Regions from separate parts of the Mus musculus genome. Here region 2 is linked to region 1. Evidence: chromatin contacts called from public Hi-C data. All regions are on one chromosome and are shown on one strand. Each heading gives the region's core, a stretch centred on a gene start, on an enhancer-like site or on the middle of the called end of the contact. The rest is flanking DNA. Distances are from core to core; before and after follow the strand shown. Region 1 has its middle 6.2 kb from the start of Ppm1l. Region 2 overlaps Kirrel (kirre like nephrin family adhesion molecule 1).

Region 1 (5,911 bases), core at 143-2,642:
ATCTTTTGGAGGCATTAGCTCTCTCTTTTCTGATGTCAAGACTGTGTCAAGTTCACAAAACTAGTCAACACACCAATATACATATATACGTGTGTGCGCACATGCACCCGCACACACACACGCCACAGACAGGTTGAATTATATACACTTACAATTAAGTAGACTGTATTAAAAGCAAAATACTCAAAACATCATTTCCTAAATTGACTATTTTAGTAGTACGTATATTCTTGACTATATTTATACGTTTGGCGAAAATACCATAAGGGTGGTTACTGAGCAACTCCCAACTTAATGTGCAGACATGAAGCTTGAGATAAGCTCACTGGTTGAATATATTAGAAGGGCTGTGTAACAAAGAAAAACTAAGATAAGGTTTTCAGGTAGTTAGAAGTAGGTAATGGTGGCTCATTATTCCAAATATTCCTGAGTCTAACTTTGAGTAATGAGTGTCATTTAGAATCTTAGACATTCTAGTATTCACTTGGGCCAGTGAAGCAGGAAGTCTAGTTGCAGATCTTTCCCTCTTCCTCTTTCCCTCCAAATCCAATTCCCCAGTCTCATCCCGAGCCCTGCAGCAGAACACCTGCTGTGGCTTCCCCTTGCTCTTTGCTACCACTTCCAGTCCATCACACAGATCTTCCCTTCCAAACTTTTCTCCCCTGCTCATTGCTTTATCCCAGCCCCCAAATCCAATAGGCATCTCCTGGGAACCCTCAGGCTACTCTGACCAGGGAAGCAGGCAGGCCAACCGCAAATTGTTATTTCTCCCTCCAGTCCTCCAATGCCAGTCCTCTCAGCTCTGTAACAGACAACCTTGCAGTCTCTCCTAATTCTGTCCCCATTCCAGGGGACCTAGCAGATACTGGTGGAACACCCTGCTTTCTTCCCTCTGTGGACCACCTCAGCACGGCCTCCAGCCAATGATCATTCCCGTGTGTCAGATCCCCAAACCTCAAAACATTTTACCTGGAAACACCATCATCATCACCACCACCACCACCAGCATCACCACCACCAGCACAACAGCCATCTTTTCCTGATGTCTTCGTTCTCTAAATTCCCTGATAAAAAGATAAACTAACAGAATGCATGTGAAAACATTTTTCTGCTCCATCCAAGAAATACTCCTTAATATCAAGGACAGACATCACCTCGGGGTAAAAGGATGGAAAAAGACATTTCATGAAAATGAATCTAAGAAGCAAGCTGGTATGGCCATTTCAAAGTCTGAGCAAACATACTTCAGACCAAAACTAATCAGAAGAGATAGGAAGGGACACTACATACTCATCAAAGGAAAGAAAAATCCTCCAAGAGGACATTGCAGTTCTTAACACCTGTGCACCAGATAATCTGTGTAGGGGCTGGAGAGATGGCTCAGCAGTTAAGCACTTACTGTGCAAGCAGACAGTCTTAGGAACTGGAGTTTGGATCCTCCTGTCCCATACAAACTCAAGTGGGTGTGATGGCCTTCCCATAATTCCAGTGCTCACAAGGTAGACACAGAGAATCCCTGGATCAAACTGGTTAGCCAGGCTAGGTGTATCTGGGAGCTGTGTGTTCAATCAAACCTGGTCTTAGTGACTAAAGTGGAGAGTAACTGAACACTCCCAGCATCAACCTGGGACACACACACACACGCATGCATGCTCGATCACCACACACACACACACACACACAGAGAGAGAGAGAGAGAGAGAGAGAGAGAGAGAGAGAGAGAGAGAGAGAGAGAGAGAGAGGAGAAAAACATCTTAAGTTTAAATTAGTCAGGTGTTCCAATTTCACCTATTAGTGACCCCAACATGACGCGTTTTTCAATAGAAACTGTCTGTAGAACACAGGAAGCCTTAAGGCAATCCAGTTATTCTCAGGCTATGTCGAGAGGCCTTTACAAGAATTGGGTATACAAATGGAATATTGCTGGATACACCTCTCCCCAAAGGGGAATGTTAATGATAGTCTATTTTATTATGATACAAGTGAAAGATCCTGGCAGAATGTAAAAGGACACAGAAGCCCTGAAATTGGCAAGATAGACGTTAGTGTTAGCAGAACTAGCTTCACTGATTTAGAAAAATAGAGGTGCACAATGCTCTGGCCACTCCTTGAACCTGTGTGTCTGCCAATGTTCTGACCAGGTGTGTGCCCATTGCTGCACCTTCATTAGACTCTTTCCTTGTACCCCTCTCATACCCATTTCTTGAGAATAGACATTGTTTAGATCTGGAAATCCCCTACTCTCCCCCTTCTCCTTTTCCCCCTGAGGGCCTATAAAAACTGAGACCTCTTTCCCCTCGAGGTCGACTCCTCTACCCCTGCGTGGGATATGAGTCGTCCCCAGAGCTCTGGCTTTCCCTGAATAAAGCCTCATGTGGTTTGCAACAAGCTCGGTCTATCGTGAGTTCTTGGGTGTCCGCTATTGTCCTGAGGCCTGAATGAGGGGCTCCTCTCAGAGTCTTTCACAAGTAGATGTTCATCTCAAATTAATTAAATTTTTTTGTGGTGCCCGATGTTCCTCCAAATACTTGTTAATTTAACTTTCATTTGGACTAAGCAAGTTAATTCAGTTTTTGCATATTTTATTCTTTAAAAGTATATGGTGTGTGTGTGTGTGTGTGTGTGTGTGTGTGTGATGTGTGAAGGTTAAACAACAATTTTCAGGAGTCAGTTCTCTCCTTACACCATCTGGGTCCTGGGAATGAAACTCAGGCTGGGTGGCAAGTACCTTTACCCACTGAGTTATCTCATAAGGTAAACAATGATTTTGTACTGTGGTTTGAATAAAAATCACCCATACACCCATAGGGAGTGGTATCATTAGGAGGCGTGGCCTTGTTTGAGTGGGTGGGGCCTTGTCAGAGGAAGTGCATCACCTAGGGGGTGGGCAAAACTTTGAGTCTCGCAGGGCAGTGGAGGTGTACACCTTTAATCCCAGCACTAGGGAAGCAAAGGCAGGCAGATTTCTGAGTTCGAGGCTAGACCGGAAAAAACTTTGAGTCTCAGAAACTCAATCCAGGTCTAGTGGTTTTTTTTTTTTTTTTTTTTTTTTTTGTCACTTTCTGCTGCCTCTGAATCCAGATGTAGAGTTCTCAGGTCCCTATCTAGCAACATGTCTGGCTGTATGCCACCATGCTTCCCACCATGACAAAAACAGACTAAACCTCTGAACTGTAAGCCAGCTCCAGTTAAATGCTTTTCTTCATAAGAGTTGCTGTGGTCACGATCTCTCTTTAACCTAGTTGAGATGTATGTTTCTGGGCTTCGTGCATCCAGGCAAGTGCTCTCTCTACTTTTGAGCCACTTCTCCAGCCAAATAGCAACAACAATTGTTTTAAGCCCATTATTTGTTTTCCATGCACGTGCTTGTGTATATGTGAGTACACATGAGGGTCCCGCAGATACCAGAAGGTGTAGCATAGCCTGGAGCTCAAGTTTCAGGCAGTTGTGAGCTCCCTAACTGGGCTCTGCTGCACTGAGACATCTCTCCAGCCCCAGTCAATAATTCCCAAGAGGTATTTTCTTCCCTTTCTGCTCCACTCCCCAACAGTTTGTTTTGTTTTTCCAGTTAACATCGGCATTTAGCAACGTTTTAGAAGATTATTAAAGACAAGGCTAAAAAAAGTGGATGACGGTTTCTTAGGAAAAGTGGTTTACATGAACAGATTTGGTGCAATGCTGTGTTTTATTCCAAACACAGGTACCCTTGATCTATTTCTGTAGTTAATATAAAGACTTGGGTTACCAACAACAATCTTATGCTTCTTAAGGACAGTAAAATAAAAATTATGTTGTGCCCGAATATTAGTGTTATGAAATTAATTCTTCATTTGACAAAACACGTGGGATATTAAAATAAGCTCGAATTGATAGACTATAACATTTACTTAAAATGTTGAATTTCTTTTCTTAGTGGTACAACTAAAACATTCATTCCACTCCCCACCCCCCAACACCATTTAAAACTAAGATTTATTATCAAATTTTGCATCTGGAAATGTTTGAGAGGATGCGCTGAAGATTAATATGGCTTAACTCTTATGGCCGTGTCAGCTGTTTACTGAAAGCCACTTTTAGGACAGAACGCGCACGGCCCTTGCATTGAGGTGCTTTAGTCACGTGGTTGGTGGGGCTATAAATAGAAGTAACTTTTTCAAAAACATTTCGAACTATGAATTATAATATTGTACATTTTCATTCCCTACTGTCTCGATATTTCACCCCCATGGGTATCCCTGGAGAGACTTGGATACACACACACACCATGAGGCAATACATATGCAAATCATGAGATTGTTCATCAAAATAAAACAACAACAACAACAACAACAACAACACACACACACACACAAACAAATGAAACCACAAAACTTAGCAACTAGATACTTCTGTGTGGAGGATGAGTATACTAGTTGTACTGAAGTAAAATGATCGATTTGTAGCTATATAGCAACATGTGAGGCTGTGGAAATACAACTGTAGGTAAACAGGCAAGTGTTAGAGGACTGTGTACAGCCAGTCAATACTCACAAAGGCCATGAAAGGGGATAAATGCTAGTTCTATTTCTTTCCACTCTTCCTTCCTTCCTTTCTTTTTGTGGTGGATACTATATAAAAATAGGATTGACAGTGAAAGTGTGTAAGCCTCTAAGTGAACCTCCACGGCTTCAGAATGGCCTAACTCTACAGAAGTTCATGGAGAGAAACAGAGCTCGGGACTGGGCAAGCATGTGTTCGCGTGACTACATAAATCTAGCTGTGTGATGGTTTTATTTGTAAGTTCATTGTAATACAGTTATTTTAAGAAAAAGAAAGCAAACCAAAATAACAAAAACAAACCCAGGCAAAAATTTGAGCATAAATAATTCAGGGATGTAGACATATTGCTTGGTACAATAGCAAGGGAGGATGGGTAGACAAGGCAGACAGGAGAAAACCTCATGGCTGGTACAGTCTGCTTTTCAACCAGATCGTTGGCTTATGCTCATAGTATTTATGCAGGTTGTACTTCATAATAATGCTTTAAGGTACCTTCATATGTATAGTTGAAAACTTATACATAGAAAGGTATATATATATATACTCTAGAATGTCAGAGAAACATCCTAATCAACACAAATCACATACGTGCACAGAAATGACAGAAAAAAATAAGAGCATGATTCAAAATGATAATTGACAAGTTTAAAATCTGCAGAGAAATTTCTGAGTGATTTGAGATTTCCTTCAGAGGTTTTCTTTTCTTCTTTCTCTCTCTCTCTCTCTCTCTCTCTCTCTCTCTCTCTCTCTCTCTCTCTCTCTTTCTTTCTTTCTTTCTTTTTTCCGAGACAGGGTTTCTCTGTGTAGCCCTGGCTGTCCTGGAACTCACTCTGTAGACCAGGCTGGTCTCAAACTCAGAAATCTGGCCGCCTCTGCCTCCCAAGTGCTGGGATTAAAGGGATGGGTTGCCACTGCCTGGCATAGGTTTTCCTTTAAAAGCTTGTTTTTAGATGTATTTACTTTTATGTGTGTGAGTGTTTTGGCTGCATGCATATATGTGCACCATGTGTATTGCCTGGTGCCCTTGGAGGACAGAAGTGGGTATCAAATTTCCTGGAAGTGGAGTTATGGATGGGTGTGAGTTACTATGTGGGTGCTGGGAGGTGAACCTGGGTCCTCTGTAAGAGCAACAAGTGTTCTTAACCACTGGTCCATCTCTCAGCTTCTACTTCAAAGGTTTTATCACAGTCAGTCAGCCAAAGGCTTAGAAGATAAACCACGTTAGATGTTTATAACTTCTTACAAGGTAGTAAACCCCAAAATAGATGAGGACATAATGAAACATTATACTAGAGATTATGTTTGCTTCACGGTTATTTTTTGAGACAAGGTCTCACACTAAATTTGGAACTAACCATTTGGCTGGTTTGCA
Region 2 (6,046 bases), core at 633-3,132, about 18 Mb after region 1:
GGAAGCAAGCCAAGGCTCTAAGGGGCACACAGTGCCCAACTCTGGCAAAAAAGGCTTAATACTCCTATAGTCCCCTGGTTAAGTGGTGGTATCCTAGGAGACTCTCGGTTACCTGTTTTTACAGAGTAAGCTGTGTTACATCATGACCCAGGAGTGAAATTGAAAGTGTGTGCAAAACCCTCTTATGCAAATATTACCAATTTCTCCGTGCGCTGCATAAACAGAGCACAAGAGTGGTACAGACAGTCCAAAAGTCATTCCCACTTGCCTGGGCCAGGCATCATAATAGTTTGCAGAGGTGAGTATTCCCTTCTAGTTATCTCTGGCTCATACTAGCATTAAAATGAGATTGCACGCTCACTCCACTAACTGACCAGGGATGAGTGATGTCCCCAGGTGTTTGTAGGGAGAGAGGCGCATCAAGGCCAGCATCATCCACAAAGTAGCCAGTGCTGGCACTGAATGGTGCCTACTTTGTCAGCATAGCCACAGTGAGCATGGAGGGGAGGGGCCTTTGTGGGGACACTGGGGACCCCATCCCACAATGCAGTCCAGGTGGCAGATTTCCTGAAGGAGTTGGGAGGTGAGGTGGGACAGATCCACAGAGCAGTGGGTAAGATCCTGGGGCTGGAGGTCATAGAGGAAGCATCCCATGGTCTAGGCAGGAAGTCCTCGGTTGCTTAAAAATGAAGAAGAAGAAAACTTCCATTTTTCTAAGAGCAGCCAGCATGCCCAGCTCTGGGTTTTCATTGCTTAGAAAATGCCTTCTCCTGCTCCACTCTGTTTTCAGTCCCTCTGGCCATCTCTTCCTTCCCTATAATAAGCTCCCAGTTAAATGAACAGAATGTGGGAAGAAACAGTTAAAAGGGCCTCATGGTGGGGCAATGTTGGGTAATGGAGCACATAGGGCCCCAGGCTGTGCATGGAGAATTCGGGGAGGGGGAATAATAATAAAACCTCAGCTGAGCTGATTAGGAGAAAGTTAATTTAGAAATCAGCTCTGCTGGGCAGGAGCGGGGGCTGGGGAGAGGAAAGTGGACACAAGAGGTTGGGAGACTTGAGGAAAGGGTGTTTTCCACAAACTGCCTTTGTTCTTACAAATCAAAATCCTCAGGCAGAAGGAAGGTTCGATCCTGGGGAGTCCTTGGCTCCTTCTGTCTGGAGCAGGGGCACGAGGACTCTCCAGAGACAGGACATCTAGCTGCCCAGCGCTCCAGCGCAGCTGCAGGCACAGCGAGCAAGCGAACGAGCGGTACAGCCACTTCCCACCATGTACTCCCAGCTTCAAGCATCCAGCAGGAAAGTCAGACTCCCAGCATTTTTCACATACTTCTCTTGCAACCTCTGCTTTGCAGGACTGTCTGTATGTGTTTATAGATGCACCTCCCACGGCAGGCTGGGAGTGCCTCAAGGACAGGACTAAATCTCACCTTCTAATCCCCAGGCCTAGGATCACCACACACACACACACACACACACACACACACACACACACACACACACACACACACACACACACATACACACACCAGCCAGTGCTTGTTTCCCCTGTCTCCTTGCCAGGGCCTCTCTGAGGAGGTTCCCACTGAAATCCCAGGAAGCTCACCTCCCTGCTGAGGCCCTAAGAAATTCTGAGCTGCTCTATCCCTAAGTAACCAGTGTTAGGGCTGCAGACACAGTCTGAGACTGCCCGGGAAAGTCTAAACCTGGTGTTTCTCTCAACCCTGGACAATATAGACTATGCCCAGGCTCAGAGTGGACAAAGACAAATGGCTCGGACTCAACTCCAGGTATCTGGGTAAGAAGGCCCTCTGCCTTCTCTCTGCTGAACCTTGCTTCCAGAGAGTTTTACCACATGCCAAAGGACTCTCCAAGAGCACCCCCACTTCCAGGCTCCAAACCCAGGTCACAGACTGGGGACTTCCAATGACACGTTCATAATGGTTTCTGTTCACTTTCACCTAGTCAAATTGATCTTTATTTCATTTGCACATTTTACTTTATTACTTTTTATTTTACCATAGGGGCTACAAATCTCTACAGCAGCCCTCGCAGGTTAGGAGTTTGGAGGAGGGGAAAATTTGATGGAGAAAGATATAAAGACCATGACTTGTTTTCAACACACTCTGTTTAAAACTCAGAAGGCTCAAGACGCAAGAGGCAGAGGCAGCCTACATGAGCTACAAGGTGAGACATATCAACAGAACAAAGCAGTCAGCAGTGGTGGCGCACGCTTTTAATCCCAGCACTCTGGAGGCAGAGACAGGCAGAGTTTGGGGCCAGCCTGGTCTACAAAGCTAGTTCCAGGTCAGCCAGAGCTAAACAAAACAAAACAACCAAACAACAACAACAAAAACAATAAGAAGAAAATTAAGAAAGAAAAGAATAAAGTCCAGCTGGCTTCGAGAGCTGTCTTTGAACCAGCCAGTCCTCAGGGTTTAGTTAGCAGTCTCTGGCTTGAGCTCATCTCAGCAGGTCTGCCTCTTCCCAGACTATATCCTCCGAGCCCCCACCTCACTCCAAAGTCTTCCTGCTCCTGCCTGCCTGCCAGCCACACACCTTGACTTGGGAAGGTGGACCTATGGGGTTTTCTTTCTCTGCTTGCTACATACATATCCATCCCTAGCTCTAAGACCACATCTCCCAGGGAGCTGTCGAAATCACTGTAGCCCAAACTCCTCTCTGCTAAAATCCTCCAGCTCTGGCCTTCACGCTACTATAGCAGCAACTTAATACCAACCTACAAACCTACACAGAAACACACACACACACACACACACACACACACACACACACACACACACACACATACACACACACACTGGGCATAGTGTGTGTGGTATGTTTGGGGGTTTTAGTATCTAGATAAGAAGAAACTACATATTATAATTTTTTAAATTATTCCACATAATTTGTACCCATTTTCCAAGTAATTATACTAGTTTTTTTTTTAAATTAGTTGTCCCCATTTTGTGGAAGAAGAAACTGAGGCCAATGGAGTTGAATAATTTCACATAAAAGATAAAGACCCTTAGGAGTAGAGAGAGTAACTTACTCATCTTGTAGTATGCAATCTATCCACATGCTTTCTCGCAGTATGGTTCTATTGGTGGTGCTGAAGGCTGAGTGCAGGTGGGGCTTGCACATTAGCATGCGCTCAACCACTAGGCTTCATTCCAGTCCCGTAATGATGCTTGGGGTCAGTGAGAAAATGCCTACCCCTAAGGAAGCACAAGATTCTACCGCCTAGCAATAGGATTGTGCTACGTACGCTGTGATGTTGACCCAGCTGAAGAAAGTACCTAATGACGCATCTCTCTGAAGGCCTTGCCACCATTATTCCATACATGGCTATACCGTTCTGATCATGAAGCCATGAGTGACTGAACATTCCTGGTGAGGGAAATAACTAATTCTGCATTTTCTCCACAGCCTCCGGTTAGGATATACTCCTCATATTGCCTCAGAAGGAAATGCAGGTCAGAGAGAACAAGCAATCCTGTCCTAAAGAAGAATTTATTATTCTTAAGCCAAGTTAGGAAGCTGGGGAGAGAGATAACACACGTAGAATCGCTTCCTGAAATAGCCCCACTGGGCCTTGAGTGCCACATGAGACTCAGAATTCTGCTATCCCTTCTCTGACTCAAAAACCCAGACCCCATGGTATTCTGGGAGATTCTGACAGCACCTTCCCAGGGCTCAGACCCAGAGTGAAGCAGTAGTATTATCTCCTGGAAAACTAATGGCATTTGCTAGAGATTTCTAGCCCAGATTTAAGAGCCTCCATCTTGAAGAGGGTGGCTGGCTGCAGGGCCCATTTATTTCAATACCATCCCAATTTTGTCGAATGGGTTTGAGAAGGGCAGAGACGGATGAGCACTGCAGTCCCCAGAGACGAGCGAGGTTAATAAAAGTTGCTGAAGAAATTAAATGTGTAGGAAGGAGAAACTGGGAGCCCCCTTCCACATGGGAGAAGCTGATAGACAGAGGGAGAGCAGAATAGAAAGAAAAATGATCTTCAGGGGCAACTGGGAGCTGCAGAAGCTTCCATCCTGGGTGCCGTAAGGACTCCATCAAGTCCACGCTGTCTGAAAAGCAAGATTGGAAAGGTGAAGAGAGCAGGGGATGAAAGACGCAGAGGGGCCAGAGTCAGGGAGCAGGGGACACAAGGGCTCTGGCTCTGCCAGCCTGGCAGCGTGCACACCTATGAGAGGAGATGCAGAACATGCAACACAAGGAGCCAAGAGGGCTGCTACAGCCACAAAGAAAAGTGGTGGGATAGAAACGCTTTCACACCAGGCCTTTCTGTGGTGAATGGAAGGGCCAGGACAGCCACAGATGCTGCTGTCCAGATGTGCCTGGGGAAGGGCAGTGTACGCTCCCATAACATGGGACCCCCACCTCCAGGCTTGCATGTGTCAACACTACTAAAGAGGCCACCACCCACAGCCTTCAGGAGTGTCTTTCTGTGATCTGTTCCCATTCACTATACTCAAGTCACTGACAGTTTCTCATCCTGACTGTCTACCTTTGGCTATGTCCTCTTGGACAACTTGTTTAACTTATTTAGGCCTCTGCTTATCCATCTATAAAATGGAACAACACCTAGTACTACTACTATTCCAGGCTAAACCGGGAGTAGCCCTTCCCCGAGCATGCGTGCATGGCTCCCTTCTCCACGCTGAGAGCCACTCTGCATCTAGGCTCCTAGGACTTTCTACTCTCTGGTCTCATATTTCAAGATCAAGAACACAGCAACCTCTTTCTCCTCCTCCACCGAAACCCCCAGCCTTTTCCAGGTCAAAACCTCCTCTGAGAGACTGGCCAGCACGACTGGCCTGGAGCCCTGGGAAGAGCTGGAGAGCAAAGGGAAGGCAGGAGGGTGCAGCTCTGTCAGAGGCTCTCTGAGCAGCTTCCCTGCCTGCCTTCAGAGGGAACATGGCCCAGAAGCTGGGGAGATTAAGAACGGTGCATCCCAGCCACTTCCTTCATTTCAGCCTGCAGCCTCGCACAAGCCATCTAACTTCTCTGGAACTCCATTTTCTCCTCTACTAAATGGAAAAATAACAATGATCCTGCCTATATCACATGATAATCTATCAAATGTTATGGCACATGTGACAGCTACTAAAATCTGAAAGCGTTACATAGTTACAAAGCTGGAAGACAGACAGGGAAGACAGGAGAATTGGGGAGCTAGGCTTAGAGCTCAGTGAGGAAGCACTTGCCTAGCCCTGGGCTTGATTCCATCACCCACCCCCACCCAGTCCCCCCCCTCCCCCTCCCCCCAAACACACCTGAAACCCTAAGAGGAAAGAGACTGAAGCAATGCAAACCTCTTTTTGATGGATATTAATATTTTGCTCCCACCTCTGTATGATGATACCAAACCCAGGGTAACTAAGGCTGGACTAGCACTCCTAGCTACAAAACTACAGATAATTACGCAGCCTATCTCAGAGGACTGGTGCGTGGAACAAGACAGCAGGCCTAGGTTCTCCTCCCATCTAATAGAGGTTGCCAACACAGATAAGCTTTGTGGAGACATAAAAGGGCTTGGATCAGGGTGTTAACACTCTGGAGATGGCCCTCAGCGAGTTGTTTAACCTCTCAATTTTGGTTTTCTTATCTATGGAACGGCAGGAGCATCAATTTTGAAAAGCACACAGCAGGAACTCAGAGAAAGGTAATGCTGATACCTTGGTATGTTGCTGACCTCCCATGATCCCTTTCAGGACCTGAGGCCAGGCAGATCCCTAGGGAACCGGCTGAAAGGCAAAGCAGAGCCCCTCCAGGTGAGCATGACAGGACACCAAAGTCCTCAGCCTCTACTACTAGCTTGGAGGCTAAGGGTGAGAGGCACAGGCTGTCTCCAGACTCCACACAGTGCATCAACACTTGCCTGGTCCTGACACTACGGAGACAGCTTGGAGGGGACGGGGCAAGGCTCCACGTATAAACCCATGGATTAGAAAGGCTACGTTTCATCTAAGAAACAAACACAAGGGTATAAATCCTGTTTGGCAAGTAAAGCCTTTTAAAGAAA

Evidence for each region. Hi-C and Micro-C count contacts between places; a contact is called where the count stands out from the background.
Region 2: a Hi-C map of rod photoreceptor shows a contact between it and region 1, with 26 times the contacts expected there. The contact joins two enhancer-like sites. A contact is called at or near these places in 3 of 484 Hi-C or Micro-C datasets (double positive thymocytes, retina and rod photoreceptor).

What each region holds. Positions count from the first base shown.
Region 1 is chr3:69,307,734-69,313,644 of GRCm38.p6, forward strand. No RefSeq gene overlaps it. Among named protein-coding and RNA genes, the nearest start is that of Ppm1l, 6.2 kb to the right of the region's middle. Within about 2 kb of position 1,393, at least 1 of the 459 cell types and tissues checked has an H3K27ac peak or open chromatin away from gene starts, as enhancers often do. A contact at or near this core is called in rod photoreceptor, where this site is marked.
Region 2 is chr3:87,164,114-87,170,159 of GRCm38.p6, forward strand. All of the region lies in intron 1 of Kirrel (kirre like nephrin family adhesion molecule 1), which reads right to left. Among named protein-coding and RNA genes, the nearest start is that of Kirrel, 7.4 kb to the right of the region's middle. Within about 2 kb of position 1,883, at least 74 of the 459 cell types and tissues checked have an H3K27ac peak or open chromatin away from gene starts, as enhancers often do. A contact at or near this core is called in rod photoreceptor, where this site is marked.